Linked DNA regions of Sus scrofa: regions 1 and 2 are each linked to region 3. A link is a contact called in public Hi-C and HiChIP or PLAC-seq data. All regions are on one chromosome and are shown on one strand. Each heading gives the region's core, a stretch centred on a gene start, on an enhancer-like site or on the middle of the called end of the contact. The rest is flanking DNA. Distances are from core to core; before and after follow the strand shown.

Region 1 (3,697 bases), core at 414-2,913, 290 kb after region 3:
TATTCTCTAAACTATTAAAGAAAACCCAGAAATCTATGTTCTGACAATAGACTGACACCAAACACTAATAAGAAACAGAGGAAAAGTGTCTGAAAAGCTCCAAGTCAGGGACAGGGGAGTTTTTCCGGGCAGTAGCTTCTGTAAGAATAAAAGCCCAGCGGGCACTGGGTGATTCTGAGCCCATTTGTAATCACGCGCAGCAGATGCTCTGGGTCCCTGGCAGTGCTCCAGCCCTGGCTGCACAGGGATCTACGTATCCTGGGTGGGATGTAAGACCAAACACTTCCTCCAGAACTGAGATGCCATGACTCTAACATGACTGCAAATCCTGGCCTGGTGTCCTGCAGGATTATTGCTAAATAACTGCAGAGGAGGGAATCAAAAAATGATGGCAATGAAAACATCTTCCAAAGCCACTGATTTTCTAAAAGACCCCATACAAAAGCCCCCTTTCTGATAGCTACTCTAATTACCAGAATGCTGTGGTACCTTGTTGCAAAGACAAAAACGTCAGCTGACCAAACCATGAGTTTAAGACAGGCAGAAAAATTCAACAACTCCCGACCATTGCCAGATCCAATACACAAAACAGTTAATTTATAACAGTTAAAACCTGGCCTCTGACCAAGTCCAAAAGAACTATGTCTTATTTCACTTGCTCTTGAATATGTCTCTTTCAGAGATAAATGACTCTGCTCTCTGCCAGTTCCCTCCTCTGTTTGGTGTTTTGTTGAGCCAGGCCTGTGACAAGCCAAGAGTTGATACATCTGCTTGAATGTGTAATTTACCTCTCTGGTCAACTTTGCCTTTTTTTTTTTTTTTTTTTTTTTCTCCTTGACAATATTATGTCAAACAATCACATCACCACTGGCTCTGATCTCTTTGTTGTTAGCTAATAAATTAGAGAGTATTTATTATCTGCAATCCTTTTTTCCTCTTTTAATGGTGACACATTTGTGGTGAATTACAGGGCAGCTTTATAAACTCGGCTCCGGGCCAGTCTCAGGCCCTGCATGCATGTGAACATTCCCTCTCCCGGCTGGCCTCCCGGGCCGGTGGTAAATCAAGGCAGCTGTCACAGTACACTAAGTTAGTGTGCGTCACCGGGGAGAGCAGGAAGCGTTGGGGGTATAATTCTGTCCATCAAACTAATATGTTATATCAGTAGCTTTGTAATCTTCGGCCATAACTTATGGGAAGTGACACCTAAGAATTCACTTTGAAGGCAATGTGTTCCTCAGCCTTTAAGCCAAAACAGACCCGATTCTCAGCAACCGTTCCTCTGTTTACACGAGTGGATTTCTAGTGCCGGGGAATCGGGTCCCTATCAGTGTGGCAGTATTTTACACATTCCACCACCAGCTGAACTCTGTTTACAGCCCTCCCGGCAGGATTTGTAAACTTTTCAAACAGGATTTCTTCTCTTCTTTGGGTTACCCTTGCCTTAACCTCCAGTAGCCAGAGAGATAAATCGGCTCCGTGCATGTTATCATGACAAAGCAGAGCTCTGACAGACAGGGATGAATGGGTGCCCCCTGTTCCTGGTCCGTCCCCCTGCAACCTCTGCCTTGACAAATGTGGGAAACGCCTGCAAAAGACAGAGCACTCACATCGCTGGGGCCTGGATGGCAGCATGGCTCTGGGTTTGGTTGCTACATGCCCACGTGATCCCTTAGGAAGGGAAGACCTACACCCTGCAAGAGACAGCACACTTTCTAAGGCAGGACATGGGGGCCACCGGAGTCACACAGCGTGTCCTTCTTGTCCAGATTGTGCCATTGGATTGTCTCTGTCATCTCTCCCTGTGCACCCCCACTCCCACTGTCTTCCCCAGCTGCATTCTCAGCTGGCCAATGAGAGAAGCCCTGTGGGGAAGATTAAGTAGTTCTGCGAGCTGCCATCTGATGGAAAAGAAATCTACAAGAACTGTTCAAAGGCACTCTTCCTCCCCCAGGCACAAGACTAAATATGCACAGTAAAGAAATTTGAAAAATGCCTGCCCTTGCCATCCCCAATACCCCTTTGATTGATAGCAGAGAGGGTTTGCTATGATAATTTTACTTTGACAGGTCCCAGGCATAAATCCCACAGAGTTGTTGCTCTGGTTTGACAACCTTCGAGGCCTCCAGTTAGGAACAGGAAACAGGCCTCTATTTTTCACCCTCAATGCTCCTTCAGGTGCAAAGAAAAGACCTTATGGAAAAAAATAAATCCTTATCTGAGGGGGAAACCAAATTCAAAGCAGTTTTAATACTTATTCATCAGAAAGAATGTCCAACAGGGGAAGATGTGACCTCTGTCCTACTTCTTCCAACTTACATTTAAATCTTCCCAATAAGAGATTTGAAACCTACTCATAGTGAGAAATGGAGATGTCTTTTCCGTTCATGTTTTGGTTTTATGAAGTTGTAGTATTTTACTTCAAGGTCAGCCTAGATAGGTACCAATATATTTTAGAAAAATCATTGCGCAAAAACAAAAATGCAAACCCATAACAACATCTATAATTGATCATCATTTACTAACAATGGGCCACATTCTGCCTCATTCCATCCCCTTCATCTTCACAACCACCTCCAATGAGTCAAGCCTCAATTAATACGAATGCAATTTTAAAAAGAGCCAAGGTAATGCGTTTTTTCAGCATTCATCTTTTGGGCATGCTTCATGAAATGTCAGGGATTATTTGGGGATCAGTGGCTAGTGGCTCTTCACCCCATCATCTCCCAGGCTCCATCTGAGAACCAAGACACAGCCACGAGCACCCAAGTTACAGAAATCAGATTTCACTGGCTTGAATCGAGAAGAATCTCTGGTGCCCCTTAAGGTACCTAGAAAAGTAAATTAATCAGAATCCATTCTCCAAACATTTTAGTTGAGCTCGCCTAGAAATGCAACATTGTGACCTTTCAAAAATTTTTAAATGCACAAACCCAAGCGAATGTCTAAAATGAAGTATTTCCATGTCCTTAAAACTTTCAGAAGTTGAAGGTTTTCCTTCCAGTGATCTACTGCTTAGGAACTATGTAAGAATCTGCTTTCTCTGGGTTCTAGCATTAAGAGAGGGTCCATATAGCATCAATGCCCTAAGAGTGGACCCCTGCTTCAATCCCACCCCACCCCTAGGCCATTACTAAGGGTGCCATCCGAGTTCTGCAGAAAGTCTGCCCTATTGAGAGACACCAGTGACAGGAAAATAAGGACCCAGTCCTGGCATTCTCAGTCAAGACTGTCTTTATCAGGACTCTAACATGGATTTCACCCCAGGCTACAGAACTGAGCTCTCTTTTTCTAAAGTCAACATTTTATGACTATACCCATTTTATGGAGGAACGAACCACTGCCCAAGGAGTTCTAATAATTGGCCTGTGAGTCAGCCAAAAAAGTCAGTGGGGAAATCGGGATAGAAAAGAACAGCTGCTCATAAAAATGGGAGTTAAGATACAAGTTTTTTAAAGTCATAAAACAGCTTGAGCAAATTTCAAGAAAAAGAAACTACTAAATAATTCTTCTTTACTCTACTGTCCCCCTCCAAATACCAAGCAGGATGTGCTTCCTTATAAATGCCTATAAATTTGGGGGGAGGAAAACAAATCTGATCTCATGTATTGAGCTCTAGGCTGCAAGGAACATGGTTAGATTTCTGGTTCCCTAAAAGAAAGATGCCAGAACAGCATTTTCCCATCAAGTGTTGATA
Region 2 (3,810 bases), core at 1,305-3,804, 500 kb after region 3:
GGGAACCCTTGTGAACTGTTGGTGGGAATGAAAATTGGTGCAGCCTCTTTGAAAAAACAGTATTTTAGTTCCTCAAAATATTAAAAATAAGACTTTAATATATGATCCAGCAATGCTACTATTTATCCAATAATAAATTAACACACTAACTTGAAAAGATATATGTACTCCGATGTTCACTGCAGCATCATTTACAATAGCCAAGTCATGGAAACAACCTAAATGTCTATTTATGAATGAATGGATAAAGAAATTGTGATAAACACACACAATAGAATATTATTCAGCCATAAAAAGTAATGACATGGATGGACCTCAAGAGTATTATGCTAAATGAAGTAAATTAGGCAGAAAAATACAAACACTGTATGACCTCTCTTATATGTAGAATCTACAACAACAACATCATCTAAACCAAGCTCTTGGAAAGAGAGAATAGATTGGGTAGCTGTGAGAAAAGGGAAGGGATAGGAGGTAGGAGATATGGTGAGCTGGCTATTTTTGTTGTTAGTTTAAATAAATTAAAGAATAAGGAAGGGAGTGAGGGAGAAAAAAAGAAAATCTAAAGTGGTTCCCTTTGCATTTTCAGCATATTCTGTGCCAGGTTATGAAAATGAATCCTCTAAAACAGGAGACAATTATGCTTAGGAAATTCACATGAAGCATGAATTTTAGTAGAATCTAACCCAATTAGACTAACCAGGTAATCTTCCAGCCATCCATGTTTGGTCAAAACGCTTTAGTAGTTAGTGGTAACAGAATAAGGCAATACTATAATCTACATTCTTCAGACACATAGGTATCCAACAAATACATTTGATTAACTAATTATTGTATAAATCAGTGGTTGATTAAAAAAATCACCCACTTTCATACACAGAAATTAATACTACAGAGAAGTGGTCAAGAAGTGTGCTGAGGGAGAAAGGGAATTGAGTTCAGGATTAGCATTTGTATGGCATTTGCTGTACAGTCGTTGTGGCCTCATCTGTGGACTGTTAGGGAAGTCACTCACTGCACCATTTCTGATAGCGCCTTTTTGACAACATCCCAGAGCAAAGGCAGCTGGATTTTTAGCCATACAGAAATCTGCTTTGCTTACATCATCATTCCTTCTTATCAGCTCTCCAAACAGGCAAGTGAAAGGGGTAACATCACACACATCCACACAAATGAGAAACAGAGGCTCTTAGAGGATTACTTGACTATGGCCACACGGCTAAACATGATTAAGCTGACTCATGAACCCAAGCCTAACAACTCTAATGCTCTGCAGTGACGTGGGACACAGGCTATGAGCACTGGGGTCCATAGCAGGAAACACATCATCCAAATGCTAGTCTAATTCTCCTTCTATTCTAACTGATTTGAGACTATCATCCAACTCATCATCTCAACAGCCAAGGAAGACGTAAGATACACTGACTAAGATCATTTTTCAAACAATGACTAGGAAATTTGGTTGACCAAAGGATAGGAGAGGAAAAAAAATCAATATTTCATTATGATAAGGACTGATAAGAACCTGTAGGTCCGCTCCTTCTTCCACAAAAGTATCAATTAATAGTGGCCACGAATCACTTATTTTACTGAAGAAAGAAAATATTAGCTTAAGATTTCATGTATAAACAGTGGCTAATAAATGATTTCATAAATCCTTCTTAGAGCTGCCATAAACATATACCTTCATCTTAACATATGTATATGGCTTTAATTTCATACTCTATGGAAAATATCCCAATCCCTTTTCTATTTCTAACTTACTATGTGAGAAGCAAGTGAGTAAACCACACCAGGTCTCAAAAGCCCCACCAATAAAACAAGGTGATAAGACTTCAAGTCTGAAGCATGCTGTAATAAGGAAAGAACTCTGGGTCCAGCCACAGGTGTGACAAGCCAGGACCTGTCATGTTGTTAAATGCCTAGTTGGCTCTAGGTGAAGGGAGAAACCACACCCTTCCCAAGGGATTTGGTAAGAATGAAAAAAATAACACACTTCAAGCTACCTAGCACAGCGCCTAATCCATAGGAGTGCTCAATAAAGAACATCTGATGATCATGACTCCTTCATCCCACAACCATTTATGGAGCCTTAACTCCGTGCCAGGTATTGTTCTAGGTGTGAAAGATAAAGGAGTTAACACTGACAAAACTCTCTGCCTGGGAGAGCTGGCACTGTGCAAGCACCGCGCCCTGTGACTCTAACACACAAAGTACAAGCGTTCTGATTCCTTTTTCAGCCTCACAAGGAGCTACGGGACTCACAAGGTAGAGGTTCTGATTCCATTCTCAGCCTCACCGCAGACCCCAAGGCAATAAGTCCCTGAGTCTCATTCCAGGCCGCTAGATCTTCAGACCTAAGGAGAAACCACACACTAGAATGACTCTCCTAGGCTCTCTCATCATCCAAGTACCAGACACACCACAGAGGGCAGCGCTAGCCTGGACTTCTCACTCTTCTTCCACCTTAGCCCCTTCGCTCTTCTCTTCAGCCAGAAGCCTTCCCCAAGCCTGCACCAAAGCCTTCCAGAAACCTCCTTAAAGGCTAAGGTTGCTTAGCGGCACTACCCCCTGCTTCCCACCAGAGGTCGCCCTCCCACACAAGCCCAAGCAAAGAGAACACAGCTTAGCCTTCCCTTCTCGGCAGCAGTGACATTATTTTCTTTCTCTATTTTTATCTATTAAAAAGATTTCTTCGCAGCCATAACTTAGATCTCTACACTAAAATGGAGCAACAGGAAGATATAATGGTGCATTTCATTTATGAATGACCTATAATAAATTACTCTGAAGTGTCCCGAGTGCCAGGAGACAGAACGCTTTGTCTGCCCATGGACTGTATTTCACATACTTTAATTTAGCTGACACATAAAACTCATTTGACATTTCGCAGGTATTTGTGGGGGGCGGGGGGAGAGGGGATGGCTGGCGGGGAGGGGACCACTGCGGGGCTGGGCGGGGAGTGGGGGCAGCACCAGAGCCAAGGATATCTGGTTCTTGTTGAGGGTTAAGGTATGGAGACTGGGTAACCCTGGCAACACGAGGTCGTTCCCCAGCAGATTGTTGTCCAAGATGAGTTCCTCCAGGCTCCCGAACGCGCTCAGTCCTTCCAGTGACCTGCAATGACAAAGGCAACAGGAAAAATGATCCTGCACTAAATCAGGGAGGCCATTATGAGCCGAAATAAATATTTTAACCTTCCCTTTCAGGACTGGGAATAGTTTGGGCTTGGTGCCTGTCAGCAAAGTGAATGACAAGAATTAGTAGCGGGAGCCGGGGCGGGGGCGGCGGGGGAGAAGGGGCCGCTGGCGCTCACCGCATCCTTCACGCATTGCCAACATGAAGGATGAGGGTCACTTAGTGAGTAGCCAGGATCCAAAACAAAGGGCTTCAGATACGGCCTGCAGGATAAATTTGTCAATGTCTTGTGCCTTCAGGCACCCAGCCTCGGCTGACCCTAACCTCCATTCCCAAGATAAATAACTCTGTCACAGTTCACCTTCATTCCCTGGACACAAATTTAAGTTGTCATCCATCATTCCTGCCCAGAAATATCATACCCCTCTTACAATAATAAATATAACTTCAAGTATCATTTCTTAGCGGTTCTCCTCTGCACAGTCCTAGGAAACGGCAAGGAAGGCTTCCTTTCTCTGCATTTGCCGCCTCTGACTTTTTTCCCCTCCCGCTTTTTTTCTTTACTAATCGCTTCATTTGTTTCTGCCCAGTGTCCCTGTAGCTGCCCCAAAGGCAAGATATCCGCAGAAGCGTGGAATCACTCCAGTTTGAGTGGCTATTCCTTTTGCTTTC
Region 3 (3,726 bases), core at 644-3,143:
AGCGGTAGTCTGAGGTCAGCCTGTGTGATCCTCTATCAGCTCAGCTACGAACATCACATCGGATTTAGCAGAGCCTGCAGAATTACAGGCTCCCAGCCCGGCATCCTCCTGCAGCAGAAGCTACTTAAACACTCAGGCAAAAGGAAAAGAAGGGAGATGTTAAAATGGTTTTAAAGAAATGGGTTGCTTGGGAGCAGTATTTTTTTTTTGTGGAGAGAAGACAAAATCTCCCCTCCATGGGAGGCATATTTTTCCCTGCTTCACAGACCCATCAGGGGAGCCCTGGGTTGGAAATGAAACAGGGCAAGGCTTTCCACCTGCCATGGAAGGGCAGGGAAGACATAGAAAGTGGGACTTCCCTTCCCAATTAGTGGAGCATGATTTCAGGCAAGTGTCTCAGGTAAACTCTGCATCTTGGGTTGGGATGGGATGCTCTAGGCAGGCAATGCTTGCTAAACCCCTGAAGGTCCTGGAGGGCTCCTGCTGTCTTCTCTGTGGACTGGCGGCACACCATCCTTGCTAAGTGCTGCAATGACCACCTTGAAGAGCGAGGCTCAGGGGAGGTTGCCAGTCTCTCAAGTGAGCACACACTTCTGAATTCTCCTCTTCTATTGTATAAAACAAAGGATATTTTCATCTTAGTCTGCTAACCCTGATGTTTTTCAGTGGTGGACATTTGAATTCTGCCATTTTGACCACTAGGATGCTTTGGCTTCAGGCTTATGAATATAACACATAAACACACCTGATAATTTTTCTTTCAAAAAGCACTATTTATTCAGAGCCAACTACATTTAGTCAATTTAATTTCTTATTTTTTTTCTCTGTTTAAAATTGAAGAATGGGTGATTTACAATAGAACTTAAATTCCTTCATTTTTTAAATTCAAAGTTAAAGCCACCTTCTATTTTTAACATTTTCATTTGCATTTGATTCAATTTATTTTCAATAGGATCAATTCTTTTCCATGTAATATCTTCCTTAAGGTTAAATTCCTCGTTCAGCTTTTGGCAAATATCAAATTTTACCAGGCATATCTCTTTAAGATCTCTAAATCTCTTTAAGTCACTTATTTCCACAAGGTTACATTTCCTTGGGTAAAATTATGCAGCTCTAAATTGTGACAGGAAGACCTGAGCCCTCCACTGAAGTTTAGACAACCTATTTTATTGTGTGTAGTTTTAAGTTCACTTCGATTTTATTTTGTTTTCATTATTTCTACAAAGGCTAATTCCTTCCTGTGAATTTGTGCTGTTTTCAATACATCAACAAAATATAAACCTTTGGTCACTTTTTCGTCCATAATAAATTGCATTATGTGCAGGCTTAGCTGCTGTCGGTTTTATTTCAGGTTGATGATTTCTACCAGCAATGTTTATTCTTGATTAAAGTAAATGGTAGTTTTTATTTATTTTTAGCACAAAGAGTAAGCACGCCAAACATAAATACTCTGGATGCCTGAGAGAATCCAAATTGTGGGGTTATGAGACACTGCTTTCTACCAAGCACTGGTCAAAAAAAAAAAACAAAACACAGTATGTGCCACCTAATCAAGGGTTAGAATGCATCTGTCTCCTAAAAGAAAGCTGACACAAATGCCAGGCAACACATCCCTTTGAGAAAAGGACACTTGGCCCCAATGCTCAGCCCCCTCCAGTGAGGCCTGATGGAAGGTTAAACTTTCCACTGAGAGAGAACAGATTACACAGGCTCTTTAGACAAATGCTGGGCCTTGTCAAGTCTCACCCGCTTGTTTATAAGGAAGAAAAAAGCAGGGGAAGGAAACCAGTCAGCAGAGAAAGTATCTTGGCAAAATCTGTACTGAAGGTGAGAGGAATGCAAGGCTGAGAAGCCAGCCTCCCAGCCCCGGGGAGGCTGCACAAGCAGTCACGTGAGTGGGCAGACACGCTGACAAGTGACAAGCCAGAGCCTGTGGAAAATGCACTCCGGGCTCCGAGGGCAGCTGAAATGAGACTTGTCATTTTAGAAGAAGAGAAGGAGATAGGAGAGGGAGGAGAGGAGGGGAAAAAAAAAATGCAGAGCTAGTTTTTCCCTCACATCACCTGTTAGTGGGAAATGTGAAATCGAGGGCAAGTCCGAGAGATAATTGCACCTTTGAGCCCGATCCCTAGTAACCAGCTCCACTGTCCTGCCTTAAGCCCCTGGTCCCCACATTCCAGTCAGAGATGTTATGGCCCTGCCCAGACCTGACCGGACCGTTCAATGTCCTCGCTATATCGAGGAAATATGAGGCTGACAGATTTAAAAGCTCTCTGGCAGCAGATGTTTCGATAATGTGAATCCTGGAAAGGAAACAGTCAACATACTTTTCCTCAGATGTCAATGCTTTTGAAATTATTTTGTATTGGGGGTCGTCTGGGTAGGCAGAGATGGACAGGATGGGGTCCCAGGTCTGAGAGAGGCTCCCTTTTTTGAACATCGTTAATGATTGGTTCTTACCTGGACACATGCTACATTTCAATCAAATAGAAATGCATAGATCTCAGAGATCAAACACAATGCCTGATATTCCATGCTTCAACAACAGCCCCCCTCCAAAAACAAAAACACCCAATGGCCCCAGACTCCAAAACAAATCAACAACCTTCCTTTGTTAAATTTTCTTAGCAATCCAAATTTGGGGTTTTCTTCTCTGGTTACATTTTTTTGTGTGCCAGTTGAGACTGAAGCCAGAAACAATTTTCACCCTGACTTCCTAAACAATAGTTTGCTTACATGTTTCTATGATGCTTTATTATTTTTCTGTACTTCCTATACTCTTAAAGACAGAACAGGGAACTGTTCTTTGAAAGTATTTCTTTACATATACTGAAGAATTCTCCTGAGGTCAGAATCTCAAGATCTTCATTTTCAGTAAAGGAGGGAAAGGACGTTCTCGGTGGCTTTAGCAAAGTGCCAATACCAGACCAGACGCCATACAAATGCAACGCTACCTTTCTAGTCCAAATCCTTATGCAGCCTTTAGGATAGGAGGATGTCAAAGATTAAAAACTTGACTTAGGCTGACTCCTCCTTACTTTTCCATGGGGGAAACTTGAACTTTCAAAGCCAGTTTGGTATGTGTCCCCCTTTCCTCCACCTCCATATTCTAAGTGGGATTTAATGGATTTGAGATGGGCTGGATTCCAAAGCGCACGCACATGCCAAGATGGGAGGCTAATGAATTAAGATTCACAGGGTTCCTTCAGTGCTGCTTAGTGATGGATAGTACATAAGCCAGGCTGTCAGTCAAAATGGACAGTGGTTAAGTGGTTCAGTTTCATGTTGCTTTCTCATTTTTGGCTGAGGAACTCAGGAATCCTTTCTCTGAGAAGAGAGAGAAAAGAAAGAAGTGGGTCACCCTTTTACCACCTCCGTGGTTCCCACCACTCACTCTCTCCACATTCATCTTCTCCACCTTCCCTGTGAGGTTAGGAGCATGGCCACTAGAGGGCAGCATGAATTTAGGAAAAACAGCTGCTTTCTTTAAAAAAAAAAAAAAATTAAATGATGGCAAGGATTCAGGGAGGGCCATTAAAGCCACACGGTGCTTTTGGTCACCAATTATAGGTTCTGTGATGATCGATATGTCATGTTTGCTCAATCTGTGCTGGAGGCTTTCTGGGACTAGGGCTATCACACATCCACCCCACTTTTGGATGCTTCTGGTTTAGATTTTAGGGACCAATTTTCTCTACCATCAATTGCTCTAATTAATCTTCCAGC

The links. A called contact is a pair of places that touch in the nucleus more often than the background predicts. HiChIP or PLAC-seq counts read pairs in DNA pulled down with a chosen protein or histone mark.
Region 1: a Hi-C map of skeletal muscle shows a contact between it and region 3, with 6 times the contacts expected there. The contact joins two enhancer-like sites. A contact is called at or near these places in 3 of 47 Hi-C or Micro-C datasets (embryonic fibroblasts, mesenteric adipose tissue and skeletal muscle).
Region 2: an H3K27ac HiChIP or PLAC-seq map of skeletal muscle shows a contact between it and region 3, with 5 times the contacts expected there. The contact joins two enhancer-like sites. A contact is called at or near these places in 7 of 47 Hi-C or Micro-C datasets (alveolar macrophages, embryonic fibroblasts, fetal heart ventricle and 4 more) and 1 of 2 datasets of contacts at active chromatin or transcription factors (skeletal muscle).

Annotation. Positions count from the first base shown.
Region 1 is chr14:78,753,992-78,757,688 of Sscrofa11.1, reverse strand. All of the region lies in intron 5 of LRMDA (a long non-coding RNA gene), which reads right to left. Among named protein-coding and RNA genes, the nearest start is that of LRMDA, 800 kb to the right of the region's middle. Within about 2 kb of position 1,663, at least 28 of the 83 cell types and tissues checked have an H3K27ac peak or open chromatin away from gene starts, as enhancers often do. A contact at or near this core is called in skeletal muscle, where this site is marked.
Region 2 is chr14:78,543,180-78,546,989 of Sscrofa11.1, reverse strand. It overlaps LRMDA (a long non-coding RNA gene), which reads right to left. Exons shown (of 6, transcript XR_002338559.1): 3 at 2,991-3,117. Among named protein-coding and RNA genes, the nearest start is that of LRMDA, 590 kb to the right of the region's middle. Within about 2 kb of position 2,554, at least 19 of the 83 cell types and tissues checked have an H3K27ac peak or open chromatin away from gene starts, as enhancers often do. A contact at or near this core is called in skeletal muscle, where this site is marked.
Region 3 is chr14:79,042,073-79,045,798 of Sscrofa11.1, reverse strand. All of the region lies in intron 5 of LRMDA (a long non-coding RNA gene), which reads right to left. Among named protein-coding and RNA genes, the nearest start is that of KCNMA1, 1.1 Mb to the left of the region's middle. Within about 2 kb of position 1,893, at least 10 of the 83 cell types and tissues checked have an H3K27ac peak or open chromatin away from gene starts, as enhancers often do. A contact at or near this core is called in skeletal muscle, where this site is marked.